Linked DNA regions of Sus scrofa: all the other regions are linked to region 2. Evidence: chromatin contacts called from public Hi-C data. All regions are on one chromosome and are shown on one strand. The core of a region is the stretch at or near the end of the contact, and the rest is flanking DNA. Distances in the headings are between cores, read along the strand shown. Region 1 has its middle 64 kb from the start of OTOS. Region 2 holds the start of GPC1 (glypican-1). Region 3 has its middle 80 kb from the start of OTOS.

Region 1 (2,700 bases), core at 28-2,527, 120 kb after region 2:
CAGGTCCGTGTCCGGAGAAGGCTGGAGAGAGGATTTGTCAGCAGACAGGCAGCCACGGGGGCGCTTCTTGTATTTTCCCCGAGGACCGAGGCGTCGGCAAAGCGGATCTGGTAAAGGCGCTGCCGGTGGGGGGAGGGGAGGGGGAGGGGGCTCGCCAGGAGCCTCACCAGCTCACCAGGTCAGGAAAGATAAGAAAGGCACCCCTGCCACCCGGACACAGAAACCGCAGACCCCACTGGGGTCACCCCGGGGCCAGAACTCCTCAAGGAGCTTTAGAAGGGCAGGGTTTTGAATGTGGGGTCTCAGTGAGATACCTTCCAGGGACAACAAGAGTCTGTAAGAAGTTCTCCTGTGGGGAAGGCCTCGCAGCAGGAGGGGCGGGAGACCTCGTTCTCTTTCCCGGTGAGAAGCGGGGAAGGGGAGCAGGACCCCCACGCCCCCAAACTCACATCCATCTGAATCCTCTCCGAGGCAGGACACGGAGGGGGCAGGTTGTCCCTGAGAAGCAGGCCAGGAGGACACTGGCCTCTGGTCGCCAGGTGTCCAGCTGGAGGATCCGGGCTGCCTCTGAGGTCCCTCCGTGGGCCTTCAGGCTGTGGGCTTCCCGATGCCGCCCGGCCTCCCTGCTGGCCGGACCCTCAGGCTGGTCCCTGGGCAGCAGTCGATGCTGGGGCACCTGCAAGGGGCTCAGACGTGGTGCCCCGGAGGAAAGCCATCCAGGAGGGGCGGGGGAGGGCAGGAGGAGGGAGGGGACAGCGGACCCTAATGGGGGAGGGCGCCTGCTTCTGGGGAAGCTCTGTGCTGAGGGCCCCACCTCACACCACTGCTCCCGTTTTCCAGACGTGGAAGCAGGACCAGGAGAGCTGGCCACCTGGCCAAGGCTGCACAGCCAGGGCAGGGCACAGGTTGGCACCTGTGTTCTTGGGGTGCTGAGTGTGCAGACCATGCTCTGTTGGTGGAACCCCACCCTGGCCTGGGGACAAGGGGCCTCCCAGCTCCAAGGCCAGTCTGGTTGGGCGAGACAGGGGACGCATGCCCGGGAAGCCCCCAGCCTGGGCAGCAGGTCTCAGCTGGCAGACTCCTGCAGCCCAGCGGGGAGGAGTCTGGCCAGCTCCCCCAGACATGCGGGCCCTGCCTCGGCTCACGCTGAAGGGCAGAAATGCTGACAGGTGCCATCGCCCTCGACCGCCTGTCCCTGGAAACCAGATGCCTCCTGTCAGCAGCCCTTCAGGCCCAGGACAGGCGTGCCCGCTGGGAGCTCTGCTCTTGCCAGGCCCCTCCCCACAGGCCCCCCCTTCCCCAGACAGACGGATGGGCAGGGCCCACATGCGCCCCTGGCTCCAGCAGGGGTGGGGCTGCTGCTGCCCCAGGGTCTGGGAGGGACTAGGTCTGCTGGGAGGCTGGGGCAAGGGGGCGGGGCAGGTGTCACAGGTCCCCAGGGAGGCCTGGGGAGGGCCTGGGAGGCTTCTGGGAGGAGAGACTGGCTTGGGAAGGCTCTGATCACTGGAAGCAGCGGAGATGCAGGGGCCAGAGGAGGAGGCGTGCGTCAGGCCCGTGAGGGCCCAGCCGGCTGGAGACCCAGGGCTAGGCCTGAAGGCCGCCCTGGGCGGGTCTTGGCGCCTTGTTGGGCCAAGAGGTTCGATGCGGCCCCAGTGGTCACGGGCCCTGCGGGTTCTGGCCAGGAGCAACCCCGCCAGAACTGGTTCAGGGCCTCGGTGAGAAGGGACGGGCTGGGCACCCTGACAGGGGAGGGGTCGATGGGCCGGGCACCCGCGGGGAGGGGATGACGGCTCAGGTGGGGTTCTGGACGCGCGTGGTGGAAACGAACTCCCAGAAAGAACTGACGTGGTCCCGTCACTCAGCTCTGCTGTGGGCACGTCCTCTGTCCTGAGCATGGCGGGAGGTGACAGGCCGTCATCTCTGCCTGTCACAGCGGGGCCAGAGTCACAAAGCAGGGCCAGCACTGCGGAAGATGCAGAGGAGGCTTCCCGGCGGCGGGCCAGCCAGAAGCGGGCCGATGGCCGCAGTGCGCCCTCCAGCATGCCAGCCTCCGGCTGCCTCTTATGCGCTGGACCCCATTACCTTGCGGAGGGGCCGCGAGGCCCCCTACTGCCGGCAGTGGGGGTGGGGCGCAGTGCCCGAGGGTCGGGAAGGCCTGGGTGAGGGGCGGGAGGGCAGGAAGAAGAAGAGGCCAGTTGAGCTGAGCCCCTGGGACCACGGCCATGCCCTTGTCCAGAAGAGCTGGCTTCCCAGGCTGGCACCCCGGGTCCAGCAGCAGGGGTTGTTTTTGATCCTGCTGGAGGCTGGCCGCTGCTGAGGCCAGGCAGGCTTGGTGACCTTGTCTGGGGTCACAGCACCTTGACAGGGGCCCACCGCAAGGGGAGGGCCTGTGCTTGGCCGTGGCTGGTGGGGTGACACGGAGGGGGGGCTAGCCTGCCTGGCCCCGGGGCGGCCCCCCACCTGCCCTCCCAGAACTGGCCCCCAGGAACCAGTCTATGGGGTGCATGCCAGGGCCCGGGGTGAAGGCTGTACATTTACTGGAACCCACAGGCTGGGGGGGCAGAAGGGGTGTGGGGGGGACACGGGGGGGGTCTGTGGCCCGAGCACCTGGCTAGGTCTGCTTCCCTCCGGTCCGTGGTGTCCTGCCGCCCTGGGCACCCCCAGCATCCTCCTCTTCCATCTCGATATTTCCTGCCTGGC
Region 2 (2,700 bases), core at 48-2,547:
CTGAGTCCCAGGCACCCTGCACAGACGCGCAGATCTAGTGTGCTTCTGGACATGTTTGCAGTTTGAGCAAGAAGCCTGGGGGGGTTTGAGAAATTCTTAGGACACTGTGCCCCACCCCCTCCCCTCGCTTCTGTCCCTAAAGCTCCTCAGAGGCCCGCAGGGAGGGTGTGGGCAGGACTGCAGGCAGCTGCAGGGCTGAGGCCGCCTGGGACGGCGATGTTCTTACAAAGAAATGACATGGCCCCTGGGCGGGATCCAAGGCGCCGACCACCTGCAGCTGGACTCCCCGCCGGAGGCGCCCGGAGTGCCAGGCAAGCACAAGTTCCTCGGCAGGGATCCCTGCGAGCCGGCGTTCCGCTCCCGGTGGCAGAGGTCGTGCCCCTCCGCCTTCTCCCCCCGCTCCCGCCCCACCAGCGCCCAGCTCGCTCCCCACCTCGCCGGCGCCCAGGCTGCCTTAGCTGCAGACCCCGGGAACCCCCGGCGCGACCCGAGGCGCTTCCCGGAGAGGCCCTCACAGCCGGTGGGAGTCCGTCGCCCGTGGCCACCGCCAGCTGCCCCCCGACAGCCGGCCCCGCCGCTCAGTCCTGCCTGCCCGGGAGGACGCGCCGAGCTGGGGACCGCCCGGTCCACTGCCCGGCGAGGACAGCCCCGCCGGGAAGGGGCCGGGGTGCGTGTTGGGGGCGCGGGGACCATCGAGAGGTGCCGCGGAGACTTGGGCGGAGGGAGGGCGGCGGGGGGCGGATCAGCGCGGAGCGGGAGAGAGGAGGGGGCGCAGGGGAGCCCCGGGCGCGCCGGGTCACTCACCCGAGATCTCCGCCTGGGGCACGTCGCTCAGGCTGAAGCCCTTGGCCCCGTAGATCTGGCGGACTTCGCCGCAGCTCCGACTCTTGCTGGCAGGGTCCCCGCGAGCGCAGGCGGCCAGCGCGGCGGCCGCGCACAGCAGCCACCAGCCTCGGGCCCGGAGCTCCATGGCGGGGCCGGCGGCGCCCCCGGCCGGGCCCGCGCAGCCCCGGCCCGCGAAGGGCAGAGCCAAGGTCCCGGCGCACTCGGCTCGCGGTCCAGAGGCGCCGGCCGCAGGGGAGGAGGAGACAACAAAAGCCGGCGGCGGCGGGGCGCGGGGCGCGCGGGGCGCGAGGACCGGCCGCTCGCTCGGGCGGCCCAGAGCGCGGCGGGCGAGCGCGCAGTCCCGGCCCGGCCCCTCGGCGGCCCGGGAGAGGGGCGGGGAGGGGCGCGCGGGGCGGGGCGGGGCGCGCGGGGCGGGGCGGGGCGCGGCGCGGCGCGGCGCGGGGGCGCGATCCGGGGCGCACCGGGCGCCCCTCCCGCTCCCCGGGCCCGGGGGACCGCCTGGCTCGCGCCGATCCGTCGACTGCTGGAGGGAAGCTGGGTGGCCGGGAGCGCGCGGGCCGCGGCTGGGGTCCCGGAGGGCGCGCCCCCCACGCCCAGCGCCCGGGGCGGCGGCACCACCTGTGGGGGCGGGGGCGGGGGTGCTGAGGCAGGGCTTCCCCCGCCGGACGTGACATCACGCCTGCCGCGCGCCTATCAGGGGCTTCCCCGCCCCCAGCCGAAATCGGCATCCCTCCCCCCGTCCCCCTTCTCCGCTCGGGCCCTGCCTTCCTGCACCCTGGCAGCGCGCCGCGCCTGTCGGCTCCCGCAGCCTCGGGCCTCTCGATCCACCGCCCGCACCTAGATCGCACCCTTTACTGGCCCCGCGCCGGTCTCAGCCGCCTCCAGCTCTCACACTTGATTTTGTTGGGGGGGCGGCGGGGGGGGCTGTACGCGGGAAACTAGCCCAGGGACCAGACCTTGTGCTCTCCCAGCCCTGCGTCGAGGCGACCAATGGCTTAGTTGTTGGAGATGTCAGCCGGTTTTTTGTTCCCTCCACGTGACTCTTGGGATGCTCAAGAAGCGAGCGAGGGGGGCGGAAGCTTGTCTGTTGGCCTGAGCCTCTGGGCGGTGGCAGGTGACCTGTTGGGGAAGGGAGGGGGTCGGGCCGACAACAGGTCAGATTGCTGGGGGTTGGGGAGAGCGTGACCTAGAGCGTGTCCAGCGACCAGCTGAGTGACGCTGGCCCGGGACCAGGAGGGGGTGGACAGGGCGGGTAGCAGCAGCGTGGAGTGGGGGTGGGGTGGGGGTGTCTGTGAGAAGGGAGGTGAGAAGCAGGGCGGCGGTGTCCGGAGGGCTTCTCGGCTTCTGGCCGCTCTCCGGTCATGTGGGCAAAGGCCCCAGACACCGCCAGGCCCTGAGCCCGGATGCCTAATGGGCCGAGATGGGCCCCCTTGGAAGAGGACCCCAAAATGATCACCATGTTCCAGCAAGAGTGTCCCCACCTTGAACCTGGGGGTTCCGGTTTCACCCCCTGGGGGCTGGGGGAGGCGGCAGGAGAGAGGGCTCCATCCCTGCCCTGGGACTCCCTGAGCTGTGGGCTCAGCAGCTCCAGAGGGGGCTTGGGCTCCCATCTGCCCTGCCTCCCAGGAAAGGCTTCTCACCCAGAGCCCCTGTCACGGTGAGAGAAGCCGCAGCGAGGACCCAGTGGAGGGAGCAGACCTCTGGCCTCCCTAAGCACCTGCCACCTCGTCACACTGGTGACTCACAGACCCCGGCAGCTCTCAGGCAGGCCTGCTCCTGCTTGCCTGGGCCGGGCATGGCTGTCCAGATACCTGCCCCGCCTGGGTCAGGACACCTGGCCCCCACCCTGCCCTC
Region 3 (2,700 bases), core at 86-2,585, 110 kb after region 2:
CTGTACGTATGTGCACATGTGTGCCCACACGCGGGGCACAGAGACTCTTGGTGGGCGTGATCAGCCCTAGTTCCTGAGTTCAAAGGGGGAGTCATTCTGGAAGGTTTCCGGAGAGAGGCGGGCCCAGGGAGGACGGAGCGGGTGGGGGGGGCTTCAACCCCAGGTGGAGGTGGCACTGGGCATCTAACACAGTCCCCTCAGATGGAGGACTCTAGCAGAGTAGGGGGCCTGGGTACACTGCACTGGGCCCCTTCCCAGCAGGAAACAGGCCCCAGAGGGGTGGCTGAGCCACAGGCCGGGGCTGGGCCCAGTGCAGGCCCCACGACCAAAGTCCAAAATGTGAGTGAAGCAGGTGCTCCAGGTCCAGGGCTGCTCCCCCCACACCCCCGCGGGCAGGAGCTGCCCCCAACCCCAGGCATGAGCTGCCTGCCCCCCACCCCCACCAAGGAGGGCGTAGCCTGGGGGCCAGTCAGGGGCAGGTGGGCAGCTGGGAGGAGCGGATTTCTGAGGAAGGGGTGGGCTCTCTCCTGCTTCCCCCGGGGCCTCTTTCAAGGAGGGGCAGTGTGGGTTCCCGGGGGGTCTCAGCGCACTCCTGTGACCTGAGAGCTCTGGGCAGGACTTGGCCTGGGGAGGTCCCTACCTGGGTCAGCCAAGGTGACCAGCACTGGCTGTGGGAGGACTCTGGCCCCTCTGGCCCTCCCTCTAGCACCTGTGCTCCAGGAGGGCACCCAGGGCATGGAGGGGGCTTGCCTCAGGGGCCCCCTGGCCAGGGGTGGTCATGAGGAGCCAGCTGGACCAGATGATGGGACCCTAATGGGACTCTGGGGTGGAGGGATAAGGAGACAGACCAGCCCCCTCTCGGGCCCACCCCGCCGTCCTCCAGGCCTCTGGGCCGAAGGAAAGGGGGAAGGGAGTGGGGTGCCCCGTGCGGCTGGGCGAGGGTTTGGGTGACACCAGTCAGGATTCCAGACCCCAGCCCCGCGGAGAGCCCAGGTGGACACTCGGTCACCCCGCAGTCACCCCGACAGGGTGCAGGGCAGGAACGCACAGATGCCAGGCCCCGCCCACTGGCACAGCTAACGCTCTGGAGGAAGCGAGGGGGAGATAGATGTGGGGGCGGTCCTGAGACAGCCATGGGGCCTGGACCCCCAGGGGGCTGCTTCCTTGTCACCCCCACTGCACTCTGAGGGAACGGTGACGAGTCAGAGCCACCCCGCTCGGGGCAGCCCTGCCCGCCCCTCCCCCATCCCAATCCGTTTGGAGTCCCGCTTGTCCCTGGAGCACGCGCTGGAGGTGGAAGCAAAGGGAATGCTGATCTATTAATAGACGTCACAGGGGAGGTGTCGGGCGGGGGAGATGAGTTCCCCGTGGCTTGCTTCTCAAACAGGGCCCCATGGGCCTTGGGCATTTACGGTGGCCAACGCCCCCCTGCCTTTTGGCTCCAGCCCCGGGACAGTCGCTGCTCCGCCCCCACGCTGTTTCCAGGCTCTTTGGCTCTCACATCTGAGGGTGGTGTGGTTGAATAATACCTGTGTTGGATGTGTGTGGCTGGGAGAGAAGCGGGTGGCAGAGCTGGAGCGACGCTGGAACCCTGTCACCTGGGAGGCGTGTTCACATGTCCGTGAGCAGGAAGTGGGCGGCTGGCAAGGGCTGATTCGGATGTGGCTGGCGATGGCCGGGGAGGTCACCTTAGGGGCCTCTGTGCTTGTCAACAGCTGGTAGACCCAATGTGGCCAGTGTAGCTGAGTGTCCCTTGCACACGTGTGGCTCTTCCCTGGACCTCAGAGAACCCCTTGATAAAACACCGGTGAAAGCTGCAGCCTGCCCACAGGTCCGGTGCGTACAGACCCCAGCTTACAAGTGCACTGCCTCATGTGTCGCTCAGGGCCAGTGGGCAGGCCAGAGTATGGCGGGCGGTGCCTCCTGGACATGCACGTTTCAACAGGTGGGTTTCCTTCCTGAAGGCACCCCTATCTATTGCGGGCTCCGCCATGACTTGCTCCCTGAAGCACTGGGACCTCACACTGGGTGTTGTAGGGCACGGTGAAGCCCTCCTAAGCACTCAGGCCCAGTCAGTTACCCCACTCCAAGTATAGCCTCTGGGTCAAGCCATTGCCTATTGGTCAGTCCTCACTTATATGGAAGTGACAGACACCTTGCCCAAAGAAATAAGATGACCGATTAAATCATAGAATTGGAAAATGTAAGGTGGATGAGCTTCAGGCATAGCTGGATCCAGGAGGTTAGACAAAGTTATTAGAAGCACCCCTCTCTCCCTCTCTGCTCTGCTTTCCCTTGTGTAGCATTACTCACAGGTAGACTGTCTCTCCAGGTGAAGAAAAATAGCCGTAAAAAGCTCCAGGCATAAAGCAACCTTCTTTTCAATAAACTAAATTGCCCACAGGACTCAGGTTGGTGGCTTGTGTTATTTGTCCATCTCTGGGCTGGTCAATGTTTCAGAGACTGGGCAGTCCTGATTGGCTGGTCTGGATCATGTGCCCATCTCATGCTAGTCAAGATCTCAAAGGCTAGGCAGTCCTGATTGGCTGGTCTGGATCATATGTTCATCTTTGGGCTAGTCATGGTCCAGAGGCTGGATGATGCTGATTGGCTGGCGTGGGTCATATGTCCACTGCCATACTTACAGTCCCAACAGGATCACTGGACTGGGGAGAGGGTCATTTTCAGAGGAAATTTGGG

What was found. Hi-C and Micro-C count contacts between places; a contact is called where the count stands out from the background.
Region 1: a Hi-C map of skeletal muscle shows a contact between it and region 2, with 5 times the contacts expected there. The contact joins the enhancer-like site here to the promoter of GPC1 in region 2. A contact is called at or near these places in 15 of 47 Hi-C or Micro-C datasets (alveolar macrophages, brain, embryonic fibroblasts and 9 more) and 1 of 2 datasets of contacts at active chromatin or transcription factors (skeletal muscle).
Region 3: a contact with region 2 is called in a Hi-C map of skeletal muscle, with 5 times the contacts expected there. The contact joins the enhancer-like site here to the promoter of GPC1 in region 2. A contact is called at or near these places in 4 of 47 Hi-C or Micro-C datasets (embryonic fibroblasts, psoas muscle and skeletal muscle) and 1 of 2 datasets of contacts at active chromatin or transcription factors (skeletal muscle).

What each region holds. Positions count from the first base shown.
Region 1 is chr15:139,334,653-139,337,352 of Sscrofa11.1, reverse strand. No RefSeq gene overlaps it. Among named protein-coding and RNA genes, the nearest start is that of OTOS, 64 kb to the right of the region's middle. Within about 2 kb of position 1,277, at least 5 of the 83 cell types and tissues checked have an H3K27ac peak or open chromatin away from gene starts, as enhancers often do. A contact at or near this core is called in skeletal muscle, where this site is marked.
Region 2 is chr15:139,456,463-139,459,162 of Sscrofa11.1, reverse strand. It overlaps GPC1 (glypican-1), which reads right to left and starts at 1,297. Exons shown (of 9, transcript XM_021075944.1): 1 at 805-1,297. The coding sequence starts at 970.
Region 3 is chr15:139,351,171-139,353,870 of Sscrofa11.1, reverse strand. No RefSeq gene overlaps it. Among named protein-coding and RNA genes, the nearest start is that of OTOS, 80 kb to the right of the region's middle. Within about 2 kb of position 1,335, at least 6 of the 83 cell types and tissues checked have an H3K27ac peak or open chromatin away from gene starts, as enhancers often do. A contact at or near this core is called in skeletal muscle, where this site is marked.